Linked DNA regions of Canis lupus: region 1 is linked to region 2. Evidence: chromatin contacts called from public Hi-C data. All regions are on one chromosome and are shown on one strand. Each heading gives the region's core, a stretch centred on a gene start, on an enhancer-like site or on the middle of the called end of the contact. The rest is flanking DNA. Distances are from core to core; before and after follow the strand shown. Region 1 has its middle 24 kb from the start of FABP6. Region 2 has its middle 26 kb from the start of C1QTNF2.

Region 1 (4,526 bases), core at 1,662-4,161, 120 kb after region 2:
ATCTCCCTTAGTCCTCTCAGCCACACGGGGAGGTAGGTAGTAGTATGTGCCCAAGGTCACAGTCAGTGAGAGGCCAAGCCGTTAATCAGACTCCAAAATCTAGGGTCTCACTGCCCCCTCTCCAGGGAACAGATTTCCCAGGGTGTGTCACTGTTATTAGCAATGTGACACTTTGTTTCAAGTGAAGTCTTACTGGGAAGTCCACTGTATAAGAGATAAAGTAGGACTGCCTGGGTGGAAGCGGCCTGGGAGATTATCAAAGGGAGGATAATCCATCCTCCCCCTCGAGCCTCCAAAGCCATCTCTCTATCCTGGGCCACTGTGGAGGGGGCTGCCCAGGTTGCGCTCTGCAAAATGGGGGACCCCATTCCCGTGGGCCACTTGTGGGGCTGGTAGGGCTAGGGCAGAGTTCCCTTTAGGGCAGGGGTGGCAAACAGGTAGCATCCTGAGTGTGAACACGCACTGCTTATTAGACGAGGTGCCATGATTAACTAAGGAGGAGCAGAAAGGGGTATGGGGGTGGCTGTGAATGCTGAGTACCTGCCTTCCCTGTTCTGAGGTATGGGAAATACGAAACTGAATTTTACTAGGAGATATCTTGTCCCGCTCTACTCCTTGCAACTCAGTGGTGACTGAAAATCATAGCTGTCAACTCTGCACTGAAAAAAAAAATGCACAAGACCGGAGGCTCATATACCTGGCAGTCCCCTAGAAGAGCCTCCAGCAAACCCTGGATTAGGGAACCAGCTCTGCCTCTTTCCCAGAACCCTGGCAGGTTTGCTTTCTTGGGTGCTTCTACATTTGTCTTAACCAATATTTTTTTAAAAAAGATTTTATTTATTTATGAGAAGCACAGAGAGGAGAGAGAGAGGCAGAGGGAGAAGCAGGCTCCATGCAGGGAGCCCGACGTGGGACTCCAGGATCATGCCCTGGGCTGAAGGTGGCGCTAAACCGCTGAGCCACCCAGGCTGCCCTGTCTTAACCAATGTTGACCTCAAGTCCTCTGTTTGGGCAGAGAGGGGCTGTTGAGATTTTTTTTTCTTTTTTCTTTTTTACTGTCTTCACTATCCTTTGGTGAGGAAGGTTTAGAGCTAGAAGTGGCCAAATGAGACAGATTGAGGATGCTCCTCCTCCAGGTCCCACACTGGAGTGAGATCCTTCACCCTGGGAGCCTTGGCTTCTTTCCACCCTTTGTCAAGCCGTTTGGCATCTCCGGGGGTCTGGCCAGGAGGACCAGCAGAGACCTTGTAATGCAGGACAGCAGGCACTGTCTGTTCTCGCTGCAAGGGGGTTCCCCAGCTGCCCTGGAGCCTGGGAATCTTCCAGCCTGGGATGAATCATCCTGGCTCTCTGCCTTTACCTCCTCCATCGCTCTGCCTGGACCCAGCTACAGAGAGAGGCCACTAATGCCAAAAGTGATGTTCTCCTTCCTCTGTAGCTAGAGAGGCCAGGAAACGCAGGCTGCAGGCCTCTCTGGGGCACGTACCACGTACCACAAAGAGGAGTCCAGCAGAGGGAAGGGCTGGCAGCAGCTGACCTCCAGGAAGGAGAGGCAGGGAGCCACCTCACGCATACCCTTTTGTACTTCTTGAGATGTGTACATAGTGGAGCTATTCTCAAGAAAAAATTAACAAGAGAAAGTATCAATGGGCGTCTGGCTGGTTCAGTTGGTAGAGCATGCGACTCTTGATCTTGGGGTAATGAGTCTGAGCTCCATGTTGGGCATAGAGTTTGCTTTAAAAAAAAAAAAAAAAAAAAAAAAAAAAAAAAAAAAAAAAACCAGCCTGGTAAATCAAAACAAACCAAAACATATTTTGGGGGCACCTGGTTGGCTCAGTCAGTAGAGCCTGAGACCCTTGATCTGAGTTAGGGTCAGGGGTTCCAGCCTCATGTTGGAGGTAAAGTTTATTTAAAAGAAAAGAAGAAGAGAAAACATCAGTTTGGGACTTGACACTAGAGCCTCCAGATAGGGAGGTGGCCAGGCCAATGCAAATACAGAGAGTGGGCCACAGCTAAGTGGAGGGGCTCTGGAACTCACTGCCTTGTCTTGGCCTCAGAAAGATGAAATTCTGCTTCCCAAGAAATTCCTTATCTGTGCATTTATTTGGGAAATAAATACTTCTTGAACTCATGCTTTGTGCTTTGCACTACACTTGGTGCTGGTCAAGGTCCCTGTGTCCCTGGAACAAATAGCCCTACAGTGTGTGTGTGTGAGGTATAGACAGGGAAACAGGCAGACAGAAAATGCAAAGTGCTAGGACTGGGACCCACTACCAGGCTGCCCTCAAGGTGGGGTCTGAGGAGCCAAGGAAGGCCTCCTGGGGGAAGGGTTATGGAAACTGGGGTCCAAAGAATGAATCAGAGCCGGGGAGGGCTGGAGGTGCCAGTAAGAGGTGCTTCAGACAGAGGGAGCCTAAGTGAGAGGCCCAGCTCTGGCACAGAATGAGTATGGGGATTTCTGATTCCAAACCCATGTGGCATTATCTCTAGCTACCTCTGAGCCCAGATAGCTTTCAGCAGAACCTGGGCATACATACAGTGTCTCTGGTCTTACTGTGTGTGCACATATCTCTGCCCAGGGGGTCAGAGAGTCACTAACCCCGGGCCTGGGTATGTCTTTGTGGTTGCCCCACTGGCTAACATGGGGCCAGGCACATGGTCAGGCTCCATTTCTCTTGAATGGTTATGTTGCAAGTTCATGATCTCCCACTGAGAGGACAGAGATCCAGCCAAGATGAGTCATTAGCTCATCAGATATTTGTTGAGCACCGACTCTTTATCAGATATGGGCTAAGCACTGGCGATTTAGGAGAGGACAAGCAAACAAGTTTGGGCTGGAATGGAGTTTACATTCCACTAGGGGAGGTACCCTGCGTGCAGAGCATCAGATACCAGGACTGCCGGAAACAGGACAACATAAGGCTTGTGATAAAGGGTGGTTGGGGATGGGGATGGCCAGGGACGCCTGCCTGGGGAGGTATTACTGTGCCATCTCCTATATGAAGACCTGCAGATGAGGCAAGAGGTCAGGGGAGGGCAGAGGATTTGGCACCCTGGTGAGTCAGAGGAACAAAAAGAATGACACCACTAAGGCTGGAGCAAAGGGAATGAGGGCATGAGAGGGGGTTCAGGGCAGAGACAGGGAGGGACTGGGTGGCACAGCACCCTGTGAGAGATATAAGGTTTTAGATTTTATTCCAAGTCAACTAGGAAACCTTCCAAGTTTCTAAGAAGGGGTGTGGAGGGACTTGATCTGCACTTTTATTTATTGTTTGTTTTAAAAAATGTTAAAGGTTTATTTATTTATTTTAGAGACGGAGAATGAGAGAGAGAGAGAGAGAGAGAGAGAGAGAGAGGAGGAGAAGGGCAGAGAGGGACCAAAAGAATCTCTAACAGATTCCCTGCTGAGCATGGAGCCCCGTGCAGGCTCAGTCTCACAACCCTGAGGTCATGACCTGAGCCGAAATCAAGAATCGGATGCTTAGCTGACTGAGCCATCCAGGAGTCCCTTGATTTGCACTTTTAAAAGATCACAGCAGCCCCAAAGGATATATTTTCAAGGATGAGAGAAAACAACTGGCCAATATGCTGGATGTGGGTTGAGGGAAGGGAGGAGTCCTAGAGGGCTCCTGGATTTGGGGCTTGTGCAGTCAGTTACTCTGGAGCTACTGTCATTAGAGCTCAGTTTGGGGGTCAGATAGGCCCAAACTTCAATCTTCACTTAACTGTTTCAAGCCTTGCTTTTCTCTTCTGGAAAATGACAACACATGACAGTTGCACATAGAGGTTGTAAATTCTTGTCCCCTGACCAAAGAGATACAGATGTCCAGAAAAATAAAGTGTCCTGTATAAGGTCACATAGCCAGACTAAGTACCTCCAAGTTCACTCAGAGGAAAATAAGGAAGATGAATAGAGGCTCTGAAGGCCAACCCAATACTCAGTTCAAATTCAGCTCTGAACATGTGACTCTTGATCTCCGGGTTATGAGTCTGAGCCCCATGTTGGGTGTTGGGTATAGATGTTACTAAAAAAAAAAAGAAGAAAAAAAAAAAGAGAGACTTAAGAAAAACCTCACTTCTGAGCCTTGGTTTCCTTACCTATAAAATGGGAATGTTTTTGTCTCTCCTAGGCCTGAAATGATTAAATGAGGTATTGCATGGTGATCACCTAGCACAGAGCTGTCACATAGTAATAACTCAGAAAATTGGGGCGTGCAAGGCCTATCCTGGAAGTCCCTATGCTCTGTTGAGGACACATTTAAACTATAACACAAAAAAAATCACATCATTCACACAGTATCTTCATCTGTGGTCTGACTTCATCCCCATAATCATACTGCAATCTGTCAGTATTCTGCAGATGAGGAAACAGCTCCAGAAAGGCCAAAGAACCAGCCCCAGAGCTCCCAAAACAAAGCCTGGGCTATAAACCAGGGCTTGCACAGTGTCGCCTGGGCCACGTAGTGGATTTTAATGCAGTCTGCTAGCTACGCATGGTTTCCACGTTTTTTAACGTGGTATTATTT
Region 2 (4,569 bases), core at 1,883-4,382:
CCCATCTGTAAAAAGAAAGGCTGGATCAGATGGTCCCAGAACCTATTTTGGCGCTAAACATCCATGTTTCTGTCTCCAGAGCAGACCTAGGAGAAGAGTCTGGAGTTTCTGAAACATAAATTAAAGCAGCTGGATGAATCAGGCCAGCACATTCTGGAAGGTTGATCTTCCACACTGGGCCTTCTGCTTCCATCGAAGACTTTCAACCAACTGCTGGCACTAGGTTTCCTAAGCTGGAAGACAAGTCCCATTATCTAACGTTGGCCTTATGCTAGGTTTTACACACATTGTCTCTTTTCAGCTTCTCAGCACGCCCTGTGAGCAGCTACTAGGATCATCATCCCCACTTCACAGATGGAGAGATTTGAGCCCTTAGAAAGGTTAGGTCAGTGCCAAGGTCACCTAGCTGGTGAGTGCTGGGTAGGACTGGGAGGGAGTCTAAAGTCCAGAGGGTGTGCTTTCAAAGACACCAGCCGCCAGCAGGCCCAGGTGTGAGCCCCAGACCCTCCCGCCAGTAAGCCCTGGGAGGAGGGGAGGCGGGAACCGGAGGGCCCTGATTCGGAAGCGCTCCTGAGTGGTGGAGGGCCTGGGCCCCGCACTTCCCTCCCACAAAGCAGGATGGTGTCTAATGAGGGATCCCGCAGACATCTCCGGAGTTCTTGCCGGGCAAGGCTGGGGAAGGCAGCAGTGGCTCCCGAGTCAGTCAAGGAGTCAGAAGCAACCAGGGCAGGGAGGGGGTGCGGGAGGGGCAGGCAGCTGTACTGCCTCCCAGTCCTCAGTTTCCCTGGTGGGGCCCGCAGGGGGGCATGAGCGGGCTCTGGCAGGTGAACAAGCTCCCGGGCTGATGCTAAGGCGCAGCCTGCTTTGCCCTGCCCGCGGCTGAGGGAAACGCTGCAGCACGAAAGGCTCTGATTCTGCTCTTTAATGGGAGACGTTCCTTTCTCTTCATTTGCCCCTTTGTCCGGGCCACTTCCGCAGCCGTCCTTAGGCTCGGCTGGAGGGTGACTGTCAGGCTCTGAGGAGCCGGAAGGCCTGACTTGCTACCCACGGTGCCGAGGGCTGAGGGCCGAGCTGAGCGAGGGGCTTGCTGGCTCCGGGTGACGTGGCCCGGCCCCTCGCCTTGTCGCGCTTCAGAGACAGAAACCTAGAAAAAACTTCTCTGAAAAGGCACAGAGATGCTTCTTGGCAAGTTGCTTTTTTTTTTTTTTTTTCCTTTTGGCAACATTCTTCCCCTCCTTTATTATTTTCCCTCGGATTGGCCCTGATTAAAAATGAAAACGAGGAGTTCACCTTCATCTCTGGGTTTTATTTTCGCTGGTGCCCTTGTAAACTAGCCACCCCCAGTCATGCCAGTCCCTTGCAGTCTTCAAGTTGAGGCTGACAATGACCTAAGGTGGCCTCCCCGTGGAAAAAGTCCATGTTCCACTTGGGGCTCCTGTATTGAATAAAAACCATTTAAGATATGAGCTTAATGACGTGGAGATCCAGGCCTCAGAAGTGAAAGGCTAACAAGGGCATTAAATCTGGAACCATTTCTCAGCTGCCCCATCAGGCAGCAGAACTGTATGGGCGAATCACTCCTGAAAAGCTTCCCGTCCTCTAGTTTTTGTCCCATTCAGGCACCATGCAACCAGAACCTACCCAGGGCGGGATGCACAGGGTCTGGAGGAGCCACCTTCTATGAGGAACAGAGAGGAGAGGAGAACAGGAGTCCTGATGGTGCCTGCCCACCCCTGCATAAATAGAATAAAGAATAAAAGCAAAAGGGTCCTGGGGTCAAGGGTGCAGACCGCTGACTTAGGAACTGGAATACTGGGAGGAGCAAAACACAGATATGGTCTCTGTCTTCCCTGGAGCTCAGAGTCTAGCACAGGTGACAGATGTTGGACAAATGACTACCAAATAAACGTAAAGCGTCAGCTGTGACATAGTGCTATGGGAGTGCCATAGTGAGGATTTGCCCTGATAAGAGGTCAAGAGAGCTTTGCTAGTGGAAGGAAGCCAAAGCTGAGAGCTACAGGGTGAATTAGCCTGGGGGTAGGGGTGGGGGGCCGCAGGGAGGGGAAGGCATTCTAGGGAGGAGCATCTCATTCGAAGGTCCTGTGGTGTGAGAAAGCATGGCAGTTGGAGGCAATCAAAAAAGCCCCCTCCCCAGGTCATGGAGGGAAAGGGTGTAAGATATGATTGGCAGAGCCTAGATCATAAAGGCTGGTAGGTCAAACTGAAGTCTTTTGTCTTGACCCTGCGAATGACGGAAAACCACAGAATGATTTTAAGTGGGCGGGTGAGAGAAGCAAACTTGTGTTTTGAGAAGATCACTCCTGCAGCCATAAAAACATTTAAACTTAACCTAAAGAACAGCCTTCTGATGAATGCCTGACTTTGGGAAAGTAATAACAATAAACACATTTATTGGCCTCTTACATAGAATGAAGCACTGCCTCATGTGCTTTTCATGGATTAGTACCTTTGGCCTTGAGAATAGCATATAAGACAGGTGTATTACTATGATGCCCTTTTTACAGATGAGGAAATAGAGGCCTGGAAAGTTGGTTGTGGTCACTCAGTGGGAGAAGTTGCAGAGCAAGAGCTAGATCCAAGTCTGTGTGATGGCAGAGGCTCTGCTATATTCACAGCAGTGCTAAGCGCTGTAAGTAACCATAGCCCTGGTCCTCAACCTTGGTTGCACGTTGGCATTACCTGGGTGGGGTGTTAAAAATTGGAGATTTTGTTACAATCAACCTGGACATTGGGAATTTTTGCAAACTCCTCAGGTAGGTTTGCAGATTGTGAGGCCCAGCAGAGACCGCCTGCCTTCAGCCTAGGCAAACACTTGGGAACCTGGTGCAGCCCCAGCCAGGTCCTGGCTGAACTCTGTGGTCTCAGAGTCCCCTGCCAGCTCAGATAGTCTATGATTTCATGATCCACCAGCTGTGTTGCCAGAAGTCTTTCTCCCAAGGTGAATGGGTTTCTGGAACTGACAGATGGAGGCCGAGGGACCTTGGTAGCACGGCATTGGCTGTAATGGCTAGGCAGCAAGAGCCAAATCCTCAAGGCTGCATCTTGAACCCTGCCAGCTACCTTCCCTCTGGCCCAGACCCAGACTATTGGCAAGCTGAGACAAGAAAACAACAACAACAAAAAAAAGGTCAGCTAGTCCCAGGTGGGAGTGGCCAGAGCTGGATATTGCTGGCTGTTGGCCCCATTACTGGGGACTGATCTACCCCTTTGAAAGCACCTGGAGCCTTGGGAGGTAGGGGGATCCCTCCAAAGCCAAGGTTTCCCAGAGGTCAGAGGTGACCGTGCCTGAGGGCTGGGTGGTGAAAAGAACTGGGGAACATCCCTCACCTGCCCCCATGGGGCTTCTGGGACTTCTTGGAAGTGCTGCTGCCTGGATGGGTATTTGACCTCTTCCCCTTCCTCTCTCCAGCCAGACTGGCCTGCTACCAGTTGAACCTGCCAAGTTTGTTCTCCTATCTACACCCTGCATTTGCTGATCCCTGGGCTTAGCATACCTTCCTCCAGCTATTCCTTTGGCAACTCTGGACCTGAAACCCAGGCCTGGCCACTTGGCAGAGGTTTGAGAGCAGACTCTGAGTTGAGGAGCCCATAGACAGGCCATGCCTGAGCCCCTTGCTCCCCCCAGATGCCTCTTCCCTAACATCTGGGGTGAACCTTCATCTGCCCTCAGGGAGGCCAGGCCCTCCTGAACCACCATCACTTAGCAGTCTGAAGATTCAAGTCACAAATGCTCACCTGACCCTCTCTGAGCCCAGGGACTGCACAACCATGGGAGTTTGGGGCAGCAAAGAATAAAACCACTACTTCACATCTTTGGGCTGCTTTCTGGCTTTTCCAGGCTCTCCTGGACCTATTATCTCATCTATAGACATGGAATCTGACAGCCTCATGGCAACCACATATGTCCCCCTCATAATACAAATAAGAAACTTAGAGGACCAGAGACTTTATGGCTGGTACAAAGTCATGCAGCTTAAACTCTAACCCGAGCCAAATTAGATTCACCTTTCATTTTCAAGATAACTCTGCAAGATCGTCAAAGCAGTACCATCAGCCCATTTGACAGATAAGGAAACAGGGGAGCAGAAATGAATCAGTCTGCCCAAGGTCACACTGGATGTCACTGGCAAACAGAGACCCGAAATCTGCACTCTGGGCCCCTGATGCCATTATACCGCAGAGCCCTGCTTCAGTGAAGAACAGCGAGAAGGCAGGTGGGAAACAAATGATACCAACTAAAGTGAGTTCTGAGTGGAAAAGTTGCTCTTAGGACTGTGAATTTGTAACTCTTCAGAACTAGAGTTTGCCAGAAAGGTCAAGCTCAGCCCAATATTTTTCCTTCATGTCTCTGAGTCTCAGTGTTTTCACTTATTAAATGACAATAAGCAATAATTCTTACTTCATAGGGTTGTCATGAAGATTCAATGAGATAAAAGCCCCCAAAATGTAGAATCTGTATTTGAGAGACAGTAAAGAATAGTTGCTATTTTTATTTTAATTCCCATTATTATAATTTCCATTATAATCGTAACCATTCTGGAAAACAAA

The links. A called contact is a pair of places that touch in the nucleus more often than the background predicts.
Region 1: a Hi-C map of blood shows a contact between it and region 2, with 4 times the contacts expected there. The contact joins two enhancer-like sites. A contact is called at or near these places in 7 of 9 Hi-C or Micro-C datasets (amygdala, blood, liver and 1 more).

What each region holds. Positions count from the first base shown.
Region 1 is chr4:51,387,965-51,392,490 of UU_Cfam_GSD_1.0, forward strand. No RefSeq gene overlaps it. Among named protein-coding and RNA genes, the nearest start is that of FABP6, 24 kb to the left of the region's middle. Within about 2 kb of position 2,912, at least 4 of the 20 cell types and tissues checked have an H3K27ac peak or open chromatin away from gene starts, as enhancers often do.
Region 2 is chr4:51,264,104-51,268,672 of UU_Cfam_GSD_1.0, forward strand. No RefSeq gene overlaps it. Among named protein-coding and RNA genes, the nearest start is that of C1QTNF2, 26 kb to the left of the region's middle. Within about 2 kb of position 3,133, at least 4 of the 20 cell types and tissues checked have an H3K27ac peak or open chromatin away from gene starts, as enhancers often do.